2 separate regions of the Cricetulus griseus genome follow, and region 2 is linked to region 1. The links are chromatin contacts, called in public Hi-C maps. All regions are on one chromosome and are shown on one strand. Each heading gives the region's core, a stretch centred on a gene start, on an enhancer-like site or on the middle of the called end of the contact. The rest is flanking DNA. Distances are from core to core; before and after follow the strand shown. Region 1 overlaps Dhrs3 (short-chain dehydrogenase/reductase 3). Region 2 holds the start of Dhrs3 (short-chain dehydrogenase/reductase 3).

What was found. A called contact is a pair of places that touch in the nucleus more often than the background predicts.
Region 2: a contact with region 1 is called in a Hi-C map of the CHO-K1 cell line, with 2.4 times the contacts expected there. The contact joins the promoter of Dhrs3 here to the enhancer-like site in region 1. A contact is called at or near these places in 4 of 8 Hi-C or Micro-C datasets (the CHO-K1 cell line, fibroblasts and liver).

The regions. Positions count from the first base shown.
Region 1 is chr2:9,031,289-9,035,221 of CriGri-PICRH-1.0, forward strand. It overlaps Dhrs3 (short-chain dehydrogenase/reductase 3), which reads right to left. Exons shown (of 6, transcript XM_027398149.2): 5 at 1,494-1,619. Among named protein-coding and RNA genes, the nearest start is that of Dhrs3, 34 kb to the right of the region's middle. Within about 2 kb of position 2,668, at least 2 of the 6 cell types and tissues checked have open chromatin away from gene starts, as enhancers often do. A contact at or near this core is called in the CHO-K1 cell line and fibroblasts, where this site is marked.
Region 2 is chr2:9,065,234-9,068,812 of CriGri-PICRH-1.0, forward strand. It overlaps Dhrs3 (short-chain dehydrogenase/reductase 3), which reads right to left and starts at 1,796. Exons shown (of 6, transcript XM_027398149.2): 1 at 552-1,796. The coding sequence starts at 746.

The DNA of each region.
Region 1 (3,933 bases), core at 1,418-3,917:
AGCCACAGTTATGGCTGCAGGGACACAGGCCTCCCGCTGTATGGAGAGCACACAGTTACGTGCACTGATAGTCCCTTCAGCATGAGGCCCAGATGCAAGGCCTTGCTGTACCAAGTCTGGACACTTGTAGGTGAATTCAGTGCTGGGAAAATTCTCGAGAAGAAAGTATCTACACTAGGAATCCCACCTCCCTAGGTGGTCTTCCCTGGTAAACCCCAACCCCCTCGAGCTATAACCCATCTCCAGATTCTGAGCCTTAGGCATGAAAACTTCTGCCGCCATTAGACTGAGCTACCTGGGAGCTGGAGCTATTCCTGACAGTCTGCAGAGCAGTGGTTCTTAACAATGTGGTCCAGGAACTCCTGGGAGTGCCTGAGATCTTTCCAGGATACTTATAGTAACACTGCAGTGTGGTTTGTTTTTCTCCTTCTTCCTTCTTTTTTTTTTCCTTTCTCTATTTCTTAGCAGTCTTGTAAAAAAATATCACCCAGGCTAGCCTCAAACTATGCAGGATAACCTCATACTTCTCATCCTCCTGCCTCTACCTCCCACACGCTGGGATTATAGGCGGGAGCTATCACACGTGCTTCCTGCAGTGCTGAGGACCAATCCCAGGGCATGCTAGGCCAGCTCTCTACCTATAGAGCCACATCCCCAGCCCATGGTTCATCTTTTATCCTTTTATTTTCTCTGCACGTGTGGTAGAGTTTCCCAGGGGTTCTGCTACAGGGGACTACCCCAACTGACTGAAATAAGAAGCAGATGTAAGAATCTAGTTGTTTCAGATTAAACCAGACAATGGAGAGATCTGCAGGAACTTAACCCAGCATCTCTCCCGGCTACTTGTCTGTGTTTTTTTAAAAAGTAGAATTGCTTATTACAAAAATATATTTATGAGTTGAGGCTAGATTGGGATACCTAGTGATATCCTATCTAAAAAAAAAAAAAAAACTAAAAAGGCAAACAAACAAAACAGTCATGATAATAGTTCTGTTGCTGCCCTCTTTAGATGAAAAATATTGTGAATAGAAACTAATTCATAAATCTAACTTCCCCTCTCAGTTTTTATTTCTAATGCAGTAAGCAGTGATAGATAAAACTCACACAAGCAAGAGCTGTTTGGATCCCTCAAACTTATAATCCTCATACTTATAATCCCAGTACTAGAGAAACAGGAGAATTGCCAAGTTCAAGGCCAGCCTAAGTTTTATAGTGTGTTCTAGATAAGCCTGAGCTACAGTGAGCTCTGCCTCAAAAATAAGGAAAAAATAAAAACAAACCTCACAGAGAGCCTTAGACCAACAAGTCTGCGTTACTGGTCAGTACAGTCAGAGAGAGGTGCTACTCCTCAACCTCCTGCTCTGTGCAGACATGACTAATCAATTTTACATTCACTTTCTCCTGCCTGTCGCCTTTTGTCCACTAGGGCCCACTGGAGTCAAGTAAAAAGTTGGACCTGAACCTGGGTGAAGAACTCTCCCCCGCCCCCATACCTTTTCAAGATGACGAGGATATTCATGGTCCATGGGAGCAGGAGGAGGGCCTGGTTTTGTTGTACAGCTTCCACCGTCCTCCGGGCTACTGTCTCTGGCTTCAGCGGTGGGAAGAGGTTGGGAAACCTGGAGGCAGGAAAATACTGGTTTCTCCTGGAGAAGTTGGCCTTTCTGCTGGGCACCTTGGTGAGTGGCTAGTGTTTCTGAGGGCATCACTTTGGCTCTTCTGTGTGAGGGACTCGAGGCTGTGGGATTCTCTCCCAGTCCATGCCTGTTAAGAGTTCCTGGATCCTGCCCCACCACATGAATGGAGTCTGCCCACCAGCAGGGGGCATCTCTGACAGAATCAAGGAATTAGTTTACCCTGCCAGATTCACTCTCCAAAGTCCTGCAGGGCTCCTGGGACTCACATTGAACACCCTCCACATTTTAAAGCATGGGCCAGCCCTCAGCTTTCTTACTCTGCAATCTTTCCTCATCAGCCATTCCCATAGACTGCTCTCAGGTCTCCTAGGTCCTCCCCTGAGAGACTGCTCCGCCTCCCTCACCGCTGGGTGACCTCTGATCTTACCTCTTCCTTTCTAGTTGCCTTAACCACAACCACAACTGCATCTAGAATGACCTTGCTTGTCAGGTTGTTCCTTGACAAGGGCCTGTCTCCTCCATCAGGTTATGAGTCCCCTGAGGGTGGAGGCCCAGTGACTCTCACTCCCTGTTGCATCCTCAGCATCTAGTAGGACCTGATACACAGCAGAAACTCAATAAATACTTTGTCATCTCGCCCCGCTCCTCTACTGGGCCTTTCTGATTGGGAGGTCCTCAGTCTGCTGGCTCCCTAGCCGGTCAGTCAAACACAAAGTGGCTTTCCATGGGACTTCCAGATGAACATGCAGTCAAACAGGGGCTTCCCATGCCTGTTCAGAGGAATCTGACCCCAGACCTGTGCACCCACTGTGTTCCCTAAGTATCGGGCCCATGCACAAATATTCTCTCCAATTTATGGATACGGAAACCATGAAGCAGGGGCAAACCTGTGAGCCCCTGGCACTACTCCAGTGACTCTGTTCTGGCTCTTTCTGCTTTCCCCAGTCTGAAGGTACAGGGCATGTGCTGCCGGCCCTGACCCCTGTCTCTCAAAGGCCTTATGAGTCACTGTGGTACCAGTAAGATTATGAGTGATGAGTCATCAGCCATTCCTGAGCAAGGGGCGGCCTTGGGCTCACTGACTGCTGCCTTTCCTATACCTCCTCAGTTATGTGACAAATGCAACTTTGGTTTGTTTGTGTGTGTGCAAATGTGTGTTTGTGCACAAGTGTCTATGTGTGTGCAGGTACATAATATGTCCACGTGTGGAAGGCAGAGGTCAGCCGTCAGTGTCATTCCTCAGGATGTCATTCCACTTTGACTTTTTACAACAGGGTCTCTCATTGGCCTAGAGCTCCACGACTTGGCTAGCCTGACTGGTCAGCAAATCCCTAGGGCTTTGCCTGTCTCTGCCTCCACAGTGCTGGGGTGCACACTGTCTTTGCCTGGACTTTTATAAACGTGGGTTCTGAAGATCAAACTCTGCTGACTAGGTTGTCTTTTCCAGACCAAGATAGTGACTCTCAGATACTGAACCTGTAGCCTAGGAGGGTTGGCCTTGGGTTTTTCAAAGTGACACGTGCTGAGGTAGCTCACTGACTGCAAGTCCAGTGGCATGGTGGCATATCTGTAATCCCCAGCCTTCACCTGTGTCCAGCACTGCTTCTAGCAGGGAGGAGACAGGACAGCAAGAACCAGCTATACCGGCTTTAGGGGACCCTTCCAGGTAAGACCCTTGCAGAAGGACCTGATGGAGAGGCCTCAAACCTGTTAAAATTTCCCCCTTCCTCTCCATAGTGGGTAGGATGACAACAAAGGACACTGGGAAGTGACTAGAGAAGCCTGCTCAGCTGGCCCAATTCTAGCTGTGTTGTCTCATATAGACACTCATACAGTTCCTCTATCTGTGAAATGGGTTTATAGCTCATTTGCCAGGCTGCTGGGAGGGCCAAAGACAACAACTGTGTATTGGAAAGGAAGTGTCTAGTGTGGCTGGAATACAGAATAAGTCAGTAAAAGAGAACGGTGGCACCCTCGGACACAGCCAGTCTTGCTGGATGTCCACCTGTCGGTCCTAACCTGATCACCAGGGAAATTGCTAAGATGGCTGCAGAGCAAAACCAAGGCTTTTCTTTCTTCCTTTTTCTTTCAATAAATAGGAGCTGGTTAAGCATAGCTCTTCTGGTCAAGCCCTTGGCTCTCACCTGCACAGCTATAGGTAGCTGGCATCCACTCAGGGCTCACAAAGCAGTCATAGCCAGTCAATTCCCACACAGGTTCTCCCCCAACTTGTGAAGTAGAAGGTGCTATTAGCAATCACTTTTAAATATATAAACAGGGAAACTGAGGCACAGAA
Region 2 (3,579 bases), core at 546-3,045, 33 kb after region 1:
CCTTCTCACGTCCCTGCCGAGCTGCAGCCGCCCAGGTTTGGACTCGGCAGCGAGTTGCCAAGCAAAATACCAAGCGCAACCTAGCAGTCAGGGTTTCCAGCTCTACCCAGGGGCGCGCACACCCCGCGCTCAGCGTGGTGCCCGCAAAGAGGGGGAGGGTGGGGGGCACAACACCTTAGAGATGAAGTCAGGAGGAAGGATGGGTGGGTGTCCTAAGTCTGGGGGTGGATGGGGGTAAATAGCCAGCCAAATACCAATCTCAGGGGAGCCGATCAGCTCAGGACTTGCCAAAAAAAAAAAAAAAAAAAAAAAGACTCGGGTGCCCGGGAAATTTACAAAGGTTGACGCCGGCTAGTTTAGCAGTCCCTGGTGATGCAAGGGGTGGCCCGAGACTCTCAGCTTGTTGGCTCTGGTTTCCGCAGCCGCAGCAGGTGGGAGAACCCTCCCCTCCCAACAATCCCCCCCCCCGGCACGCGCGAGCGCCAGAGTCCCCTCACCCTCAGCGCCCACTTCCAGGTGTCGCAGTGCCACCCCGCCCCCACGTCGCGTACCTTTCTGGCGCCACGCTCTGCGAACTCCCGAGCGAGGTGGCGCCCGATGCCTCTCCCACCGCCGGTGATGAGGACTGACTCCCGGGACAGGTCCCGAAGCTTGGGGGGCAACACCAGTCCCACGGCTGCTTTGGTCACCAGATAGATCATTTGCAGGGGGAACACTACCAGCGCGCCCAGCCATTTCCACACCATCCTCCGCGCGGCGGAGCCGGGCACAGGGGGAGGAGGTAGGAGGCGGTGGACGAAACTCCCCGGACTAAGCAAAACAGGAATTAAAAAAAAAAAAAAAAAAAAAAGGAAGGAAGGAAGAAAATACCCCCAAATAATAAATAAATAAGGAAAAAGAGAGGCGTCCCACCTGGCCACTCTTGAACTGACCTCCTCTTTCCAGATGCAAAGCACTGGGCGAGGAAAAGGGGGGTGGTGGTGGTGGTGGTGGTGGTATAAACTCTGCTCCGGCGGAGGGGGAAAAAGCGTCTCAGAAGATTGGGACCGTGAGAGGGGTAGAGGGGAGGCCGGGTTGGGAAGTTCTAACAAGAAGTTTCTTGCCTCAACAGCCGTTTCGGCTGGGCGATTCACAGGTAATGTTTACAGACCGACAGAGGAGTTTAGGCAAGGCAAGGGAAGGGGGGGAAAAAAAAGAAGAAAAGCACCAACCACAAGAGCGCACACTGCTACAGTCCGCGGTTTCAAAGTGCAAGATTAAAAAAACAAACAAAAAGCAGTTTCCCAATTGTAGCGCCCCCTCCAGAAAAGGAAAAATCAAAACAAAACAAAAATAAACAAATAAAAAACACCACACACACACACACACAAAACCTGGGGAGTGGTTGCAGCTCCCAATTTCAGTCCGCCAAAGTCTCCCAACTCATTGCTATTCTTGGGCTCAGGAAATTGCTTAAACGCGATCTGATTGCCAGCACCGTGCAAGAGAAGTGGGGGGTCCGGGTGTCAGTTTCTTCCCGTGCACGGCTCGCCCTCGCGCGCGCCCGCTCTCTCCCGCTCCCGCCTCCTTCTCTTGCAGCCCGGGCTGGGAGTTGCCGCTCGATCTGGCTTCCTCTCTCTCTCCTTCTCTCCCCCTTAGCATTTATTGCCTTCTTTTTGTCCTTTCCAACTTGGACGGGGCCGGTTTGTGAAGCACGCGTGGATAGGACGCCCTCGTCTGCACCGCCGTATTCCTTCGTTCACAGGGCAGGAGCGGCGTGGACCCACCGAAAGGGCGCCCCCTCCCTTTTTTTTTTTTTTTTTTTAATACCCCATTAAGTCTGATTGACAGTTAAAGTTGTTGGGAGGCTTCACTACCATGCCTCTGAGTGGCTGCAGCGACTTCCCCTCCCCCTGCGCCGTGGCGGGGCACGCGCCTGGGCGCGCACCCGGTCTCGCTGCGACTCGCACTCTCCTGGGACTGGCTTCTCATTTCTGCGAGCCGGGACTTGCCGCCCTAGTCCCCGAGGGCTCCCCCTGGAATTCGAACACGCTGGAACCGTCTCAGGCAAGCCGGCTTGCTCCATCAGATATTCCTCCCAGCTCGGGCCAGGTGACCACCCCTGAGCGCGTGCGGGGCAAGCCGAGGGGGAACTCGCGCATGTCTTGATGCAACCGGGTCGCCAAGGGTTCATTTCAGGTCACTTGGTCATCCCCCCCTGCCTCCAGGTAGGGCCAGGAAGTCAAGCTTCATCTTTGCCTGGCCCTTTTTTTCCTTCATGGAGTGTACATTCGAAGTTATACGAACGTGGAGTCTCCCACGTTGCGGAGATTGGGGCGGGGGGGGGGGGACCTCTGGGAGCAGGATTTTGCTTTGAGAGAAAGGGGAGCAGGGAAAAGTAACCCCTGATCCCAGGTGCCAATAAAATCCCCATAAGATTAGCTTGGAGCATATTTATTGCGTATCTGGGCTAGAATTACCTTGACTGACAGCAATTTCCTTAGTAAGAAAAGCCTGTAAACAACACGTCTTCAACCTGCGCCCCTGTTCAGTTCGTGCGGTTCCCCCATCTGTATGAGTGCCCCTTCCCCCGCTGCTGCCTTGTTGGGTACCCACGTAGTAACCTCTTACCCACCCCTTACAAGAACGTCTCCCTGTTGGGAGGGTGGGTCCCAGCTATTTAGGGTTGCCTGTTGCGGGAAGTCTGGGAGGTGAGTCATGAAGAGCAGGCCCAGTTAAAAGCGCTGATGAGACTTGCCGCCCGCCCCCTCTGCACATCCTTGGGCGGGAGAAGGAGAGACAGCCAGAGAGCCGGCCCTGTAATCCCGGGCAGCCTTTTCCAGCCCTGGACGTGTTCAGGCTGGGAGTCCTGGGCCTCAGCCCCAAAGACTCATCCAGCAGGCCCTGGGTGCACAGGGAACCAACTGCTTTTACACTCCCCGCCTGGGTGGGTGTGCGCAAGTCCTTTAGAGAGGTGCTGATTTGGGGGGGGGGGGGGGTCAACTCCTCGTTGCCAACTACTGTGGTTCTGGGAGAAACTAGGCCTGAGAACTCCCAGTTTCTGGTGGAGCCAAAGGGACGGAGGAGAGCCACTCTCCTGCCTGCCTGTCTGTTCTGACATTCCACCCTCAGGCTGACCTCGCCTTGGGGACTTTGTCATCCTATTTCCCAGGTTACCCAGCCAGGAAGCGCAGGAGGGAGGGATCGGTCCAGACCTAATTTCTCTTCCCACCCCACCCCACCCCACTCTGGCAAGAAGGCAGGCGAAGTGGAGGACAGGCTTGGCCAAGGACTGCAGAGAAGAGACTCACTACAGACAGGCTCCATTCTTCTTTTTAAAGGCCTGTCGGAAGGGCTGGCCATGGCCTTCATTAGATCCCATCCCACCATAGTGACCGGGTCACCTCGTCTTCCAACAGGAACGATATCCCAGCAGCAGAGAGCCAGACTCTTGGTGCCCAGCACTTGCTCAGGTCTATGTAGAAAACTCGAGCGGGGGAGACCCCAACAGGCTGCATAGCTTCTACCCTCATCTATTATCCTTGGAGCCTCCTAGTGACTAACATGGGACATTACACCTCCAAACTACTCCAGTTCCCA